2 separate regions of the Zea mays genome follow, and region 1 is linked to region 2. Evidence: chromatin contacts called from public Hi-C data. All regions are on one chromosome and are shown on one strand. Each heading gives the region's core, a stretch centred on a gene start, on an enhancer-like site or on the middle of the called end of the contact. The rest is flanking DNA. Distances are from core to core; before and after follow the strand shown. Region 1 has its middle 65 kb from the start of LOC100216925. Region 2 has its middle 14 kb from the start of LOC100277581.

Region 1 (3,742 bases), core at 759-3,258, 250 kb after region 2:
ACAAAGAGGGTGTGTAGCATCATGAATCTTGTCATCTGGTTCTTGCATCTGCCTGAAAGCCTTTGCAAATATAATGTCCGCTGCACTGCCTGTGTCAACTAGAACATTGTGGACCAGAAATCCCTTAATGACACAAGATATGACCATAGCATCATTGTGAGGATAGTCTTTTAGCTGAAGATCCTCCTGGGAGAAGGTGATTGGGATGTGGGACCACTTGGACCTGACGAACGGTCCTTGCACCCCAACATGCTGCACTCTTCTCTGTGCTTCCTTCTTCTGCTTCTTGTTGGCTGACTCTGAACTTGAACCACCCATGATTGGGAGCTCCAGCTTCGTAACCAAAGGTGCTACAACTTCGTTGTTAAACGAAGCCATCAGCTCAACAGTGGAAGTGAGTTCACCATAGGTGGGCGCCAATGTTGGAGACTTGTTCTCAAATGCTATGAGTTAAGAACAAGACAACACAAAATGTTAATGGTTAAAGACCTTCATCCTTCGAAGCATTATCTCTCTAAGGATATAATGATCTTCAGACGAAGGTTATGAAGGACATACCTTCATCATCTCAGCATATAATAATGAAAGTAGAGAAGCATATGAAACATGGAAGATAATATGAGCAATTATCTTGAATTGTATTTTCATTATCTCATCATGTACAAAAATTAATAATAATGAATTACATTTATACCTTCGCCTTGATAGAAGGTATAAGTCCAAGAGTGACGTGCGAGTGAATACCAGTCAGCGTGAATAGTACTGGAGTACTGTTCATCTATTTATAGGCACGGGACGCAGCCCGGACAAAATTACATTTGTATCCTCGATAACTAATCATAACCAAAACACAAATCAACAAGGACTAAACAGTCTTTTACTCTTTAAGTCGGTGCTGCCCTTCGTCTCAAGGCGTTGTCATGCCGAAGCTCTCTGAATTATAGCTTCGACTTGTACCCTCGTGTTGTGTTAGTTTGCATATCCAACAGACCACAAGCCTGCCCAACTCTCCCTTTACTCCTTCACCGCTTTGGTCGACCAAGTCGGTTCCCATGCTCGACCCACACCGCGCGTGCCAGGACACCGCCACGCGGGACTCGCCTGGTCAGCGAGGGCCTTCACTCGCGCGCGACCGCGTATCACTGCCTGGTGGGGCCGCCGCGTCAGGACTTCCTTCAACCTCCTCGCACCGAGCTTGTCGCGCGGACATCGCGAACTAAAGTCCTACAAATTCGGTTAGTTGGGACCCTCCGTGATCCTCGCTAGCCCTCGCCATGTACTATAAAACTTGGCCCCTGCCTCCCCATCTCGACCTGCCTTGCTAACCACACCAACAAATTAAAATGACCAAGAAGGATGTTGGCGAGCGCCGTCGCGGTCGGATCCTACCTTGGCCGCCGGTCTGGCCTCGGGAGGAGAACGTGAGATCACGGAGCCAGGAGGGTCGAAGATGTGATGTGGAATGGCTAGTATTGCTCTCCAGCGATCACCATGGCCGCGGTGCCGCACTCCGTCATGGCCAGTAATATCCGTACTGCAATTTACGGTAATAATTCCATCCCTAGGATCAGTTTCTTCTTAGCTTTGATTAGCATCAGTCCATGCGAGTTTTTAGGCTCAGGGCGGTCGGATTATGGGGGCGCCGGTGTGTCCTCCGTCGTGGAATCAAGCGGCGCCACCGAACACTAGATCAAAGGGAGACGAGTGTGTGGTAGTCATCGATCCGTGGATGGATGCAAATGATTGGAATGGGGACACCTTGAATATGGGCCGTAGATCGGCTGGTGGACGACTCTGATTAGTGGTAACGTACCGATTCTATTGAGAAAATCTAAATCCATGATCTAAATCTAAACGGGCAGGATGAGATCTCAGGTTCATAAAATCCGAGCCATGGATTTTTGATCCTACGACCGTCACTTCTTATTGTTCGGATAAAGAGTAGTTTAATCATGGCCGATGAGATCCGATCGGACGGCTCAGCGCGCCCCATCCCCTTCGGCCTCGGAATAGTGCAAAAGAGCCCCTCCATTTATCTCTATTTCACTCGCAATCCACTACTATACAAAGACCATTACACATATGTCCGCATCTTTGCAGAATTGACCCTAGGCTGTTTGGAACCTCAACCCATTGTCCTGGGGTAACAGCTTTACACCCGAGCCCTCCCATTTACACTAGTAATTACATTCAAGTCCCGATTTTCTCACAAACAGATCCCTGAATATAGATTTCTAATACAAAATCAATCCAAATCTTATTAAATTCATATCTTTTGCGTTGTAGCTCCGATTTAATTCATTTAAATTGTGTTGGCGCCGTAATAAAATTACCTACACTATAACAACAATATCTTTATCATATTATACAATTTTATAATTATATATTTATTTAGCCTATGTTTAGTGGAGTAATCTTGCTTAATCTTTCCATAATTATAATCTGACTAAGATATGATCTCTACTCAAGTTATAATTTGGATTAAAGCTGAATTAGTTATTTCTTTAGATTATATTTCTCACATGATTTATAAAATGAACGTAAGACCTAGTTTTAATTGTTTAATCACGTAGGTCTTTCGAAAACCAAATCTTTTTTTTATCGTAACTCCGATTTTTGTAATTCTCGAATCTACAATCTTGTAGCAATGCGTAGAATATTATTACATTTTTTGTTCATATGTTTTGATGTAATTTTATTTTTACCTAGTCTTTGCCTCTCTATATGTATTGCTACGATAGAAGCGAGGTTGCGATGCACCTACATTCTACATTGGAGAAGTACCTGGAGTTGCACCAAATAGGCAAGTTGTGCCCTTGATCACTCTTCTTTACCTAATAATGTTTCTATTAATCACTGTGACATGCTCAGTTTGATTTGATGGGACCTAATAGGTTTCACTTGTTTTGTTTACCCCACACCTTGCAAACAAATGAACTATTGGGTAGACATGCTATTGCTCTACCTGGTTTTGGGATTAATGTTATACTGAATTATGATCATGTTCCATTAATATTGTTTGTTTAATTATTGTTCATGATAAGATTATTATGTTAAGTGGAACATGGAGCGACCATCCAGGAAAACAGTGCTACCACAAGGGTGGAATGGGACACCCTTGGCTGAATAATTAGGAAAGCTAGTGTGAGTTAATCCTTTCCTAAAAGGGGCAAGCGGGGTGGAGGAGTGCAGGTGTAGGGAGGTCTTCGAGTCGAACTGTATTTTTAGCTTTCTGAACGAGGGATTCCTACATCGCCTTCGGCCTGGAATCCATAGTGGGTTCTCTCCTTTAGTGGAACTTTGTAAAGGCCTCCTAGTGGATCCCTAGTCATTCACCTCGGAAGTGTCTAAGGGTCTAGCTAACCCTGGCTAATCGGGAAACACGTCTTGTGGGTAAATATGTGCAACCTCTGTAGAGTGTAAAATTGATATATCAGTCGTGCTCACGGTCATGAGCAGCTCGGGCCCTCACATGAGTGATTTATGGAATTAAACTTAATCTGTCATTTGCATTGCATTACAGGATTATTATTAATTTTGATCTCTTATTTATTTGGGATGGTATCTACTTACCCTTAGTAAATGCAAATAAATTTTGACCAACTTTAAAAGCAATGCTCAGCTTTATTCATCTTCTTTGATAAGCCTTACACTTCACATGAGCCCCCACCGTAAGTGAGCTCATGCACATTATTCCCCACAACTTGTTGAGTGATGAATATATGTGAGCTCACTCTTGTTG
Region 2 (3,543 bases), core at 2-2,501:
ATTTTTATGTTAATGACAATGCTATTTAGATCAAATCTATACAATTAAAGGTTTTTATTGGCATTTACAAAAAAATTACCTAAAAATGCCATACCTATTTTGATCTTTGTCTATCATGTTTTAATGATATAGATTCATTACATATTAATCTGGCACTCAAATGCACTTATTATCTACCAAAGCACCATATCAATTTTGATTATCGAGAATACTGTATTGACCAAAATTAGCAACACATTATTATGATTTAATTGTCTATTTGGATCCAGCCAATTAGCAATTATTAGGTTCTAGAATTTGAGTGTGGTGGAGCCTTATACATCTGGCTATTAGGTTAGTGTTGGTCTCTTGTTCTCAAATACTGTGAATCAAGAACAAGGCAACATAATTGTTAAAGATTAGAGACCTTCGTCCTCCAAGGCATCATCTCCTTTCAGATATAATGATCTTCAGACGAAGGTCATGAAGGACGCACCTTCAGCTTGTTCGAAGGTGTTGACGCGAGAGCGATTACAATCCAGCGTGAAGAGTATGGGACGCAGCCCGGGTACAATTACATTTATAACCCCAATATGTACACATAATCACAACATAAACCATCACGGATTAACTAGCCTTTTTCTCTTTGGCTCGGCATCATGCTTTCACCTTTGTCGCCACCCGTAACACCATGAATTTGGGGGTATAAAATTTCTTTTCTAATATCCACCAAATTCAGGTGTTACTCTCTCCTTTAGCGCTTTTCTTCTCTTTTTTATAAATAATGGAGAGTTATTTTATACAAGTTTTTAGTGTAGTAAAATGAAACCCTAAAAGAGTTTTGATTATTGCATCATGCTGGAGCAACCATTTTTTTGATGATGATTGTGCTTTATTGTGCATTCGTCTAGATTCATAAGGCATCGTATATTTTAAATTCAAAACATAAAGCAATTTTAAATAGAAAGGGAAGAAGAGAAATAGACAAAGAAAAGAAGAGGAACATAAAAGAAAAAGCCCAGAATTCTTTCCCCTTCATTTTCCCCAATCGTGGCCCGTTCCCCCTTCCTGGGTCACTCGGCCACCCCGGCCCACGTGCCTTCGCCTCCCCCCTGCATCTTGCTCGCACTCCTAGGCCACTGCGCGCGTCCACGGCCCAGTTCCCCCGCATCCCTGGCTTGCTCTCGCAGCTCGCGTGGCCGGCCCACCCCGCGCGGCCCACGTGCCTTCATCCCTTCAGCCTGCCCCGCACCGGCCCAAGCCCCTCTCCCGCTTCCATTCGGCCCAGCTGACTTGGGCCGCGGTGCCACGCGCCAGCGCACTCTAGACGCTCACGCTCCTGTGCCCCAGCGGCCCGCGCGCGCGTGGGCAACGCCCAGCCGAGCGTCGCTGGCCTAGTGCCGCTGCAATTTGGCCCCACCTGTCATCTCTTTCAACTACCTCCTCCTTTTTCTCAGCTGTGCACGTGCCTATGTCTGCTAGATCCGTCAACGTCGCGGTGATTTCGCAACAGTAGTTCACGCCCATCTCATTGGCCCCGTTCTTCCCTCTCTTGCGCAGCCACGACATCTCGCCGGCCCTCCCTGTTGCGCGCGGCTCGCCCATGCAGCCCGAGCTCCCGTCTGTGCGCGGCCTGCGCAGCTGTTGCGCATGACTCGGCCGTGCAGCTTGCAGGTGCAGCCGTTGCGCGCGGCCCTGCGTGCCCGGCGCGGCCTGCTTCGTGCGACTCATGCGGCCAGCGTGGCGCGCAGCCGGCGCGGCTCGCTTGGTGCACCTGGCGCGCACGTCAGCGCGACCCGCTGCTCGCAGCCAGGCTGTGCTCCGGCGCGGCCCGTGCGTGTGCCCCCAGCGCGGCCTCGCGGTCGCGTCCGGCGCGACCCTTCCGTGTGCCCCCGTCGTGGCCTCACGCTCGCGTCCGGTGCGGCCCGTGTGTGTGCCCTCGGCACGGCCTGCATGTGGTTGGCGTGCCCGCGACTCGCTTGCGCATGCCCGGCGCAACCTCGTGCGCATCCTGCGTGACCCCAGTGTGTTGTCATTGCCATCGTCGTTCATGCCCGCAGCAGCACCGGCGTAATCTGCGCGGCGTAGCGGCAGCCTCGCCATCGCTTCGCGTCGTGCGCGCAGCACGTCCTCGTGCTTCGCCACAAGCTCGTCCGGACGTCCGCCGTCGTCGCGGGGTGAGCATCGTCTACGCGTTAGTAACATCGTTTTGCCATGTCTCATGTTTTAAATAATTAATTATGTTTTTGTTTAACTAACGTCGATTAATTAGACTTTTCAATTAAACTAATTTATAGTTTTTAAGTTGCGCTTTATAAATGCACGTCGACGTGATTAATATTAACTCAAACGTTCTGCCCTAATGTTCATTTAATATAAACACGACGTTTATTTAGTTTATCTCGCATGTCGCGCACGCGGTTTTGCACGTGGTTACGTGCTGATCCGTGTGTCGTTCGCGCACGTCGTCGCGTTGGTTCGCGCGTGTCGCGCGATGTCGTGCGCTTCGTTTCGCACAGTGTCACGTGTTGTCACACATCATTCGTGTGGGTCACGCGTTGTTCACGCACGCTGTTCGCACGTGTGGCGCTCGCCGTCAGCGTGTTTGTTCGCGTGTCCGTTCCATGTGTTACTCGCGTGTTGTTGCGTGCGTGGTCACGCGTCGTTCGTGCGTGTCGCACATGCTGTTTCACATGTGTCGCGCGACGTCTGCACGTGGTAATAAATTGTTTTTCGCTTATAAAGACTCATGTTAATAACGTTAATTCGTCAGGCCATATATTTTAGATACTTAACTTAAGGTTCGCTCCACTAATATTTATTAGATTAATATTCTAATTAGATTAAATGTGTAGTGTTTAACTTGGGCTTTTATAATAAATATTAACATGACTAATATTAATTTAACTACTTTCTATTTAGTTAACACTTGTTTAGTATAAACATGTCACCGATTTAGTTTTTCTCGCATGTCGCGCGTGTTGTTCAGCACGCGGTGGCGTGCTACTTCGCGCGTCATTTGCGCTGGTCGCACGTGCTGTTTCGTGTGTCGTTAGCATGTTATGTCGTGCATGTCCGCGCGTCGTTCTATACGCTGTCGTGTTGTTTCGTGTATCGTAAATTCGCCTCGCGTAGAATCTCTCGTGTTAATTAAATTACTTATTTAACTGATAGCTGTTAGTGTAACAGATTAATCGAAACTAAATGGTAGAGATTATTTATAATTGATAATGTCGAATTAAATGTTATAGTTAATATTTGTTTAACGTAAACGCGATAACTTCTCGACTGTAGCTTGACCGTCGTGTTTCTTATCCTCGCATAACCGTAGAAGCACTCTCTATTTTATATTGCTTGTTTTTATGATGTTTTATCTTGTATGGTGTAATGTTCTTATGCATATGTATATGTTTGTTTGCTTGTGCCTGTTCGTCTTCGCTTCGCGTTGCGATTAGATCGCGATTCGTTTCCAAGCTTCGAGGAATCGACAATCAAGCTTTGACGACCAAGTGACCAACTCTTCGAATTCTACAAAGTTGAAGACCCTGAGCATTCGTTTGGTGA

What was found. A called contact is a pair of places that touch in the nucleus more often than the background predicts.
Region 1: a Hi-C map of leaf shows a contact between it and region 2, with 5 times the contacts expected there. The contact joins two enhancer-like sites. A contact is called at or near these places in 2 of 25 Hi-C or Micro-C datasets (ear and leaf).

The regions. Positions count from the first base shown.
Region 1 is chr4:16,846,248-16,849,989 of Zm-B73-REFERENCE-NAM-5.0, forward strand. No RefSeq gene overlaps it. Among protein-coding and RNA genes, the nearest start is that of LOC100216925, 65 kb to the right of the region's middle. Within about 2 kb of position 2,009, at least 18 of the 20 cell types and tissues checked have an H3K27ac peak or open chromatin away from gene starts, as enhancers often do. A contact at or near this core is called in ear and leaf, where this site is marked.
Region 2 is chr4:16,592,125-16,595,667 of Zm-B73-REFERENCE-NAM-5.0, forward strand. No RefSeq gene overlaps it. Among protein-coding and RNA genes, the nearest start is that of LOC100277581, 14 kb to the right of the region's middle. Within about 2 kb of position 1,252, at least 17 of the 20 cell types and tissues checked have an H3K27ac peak or open chromatin away from gene starts, as enhancers often do. A contact at or near this core is called in ear and leaf, where this site is marked.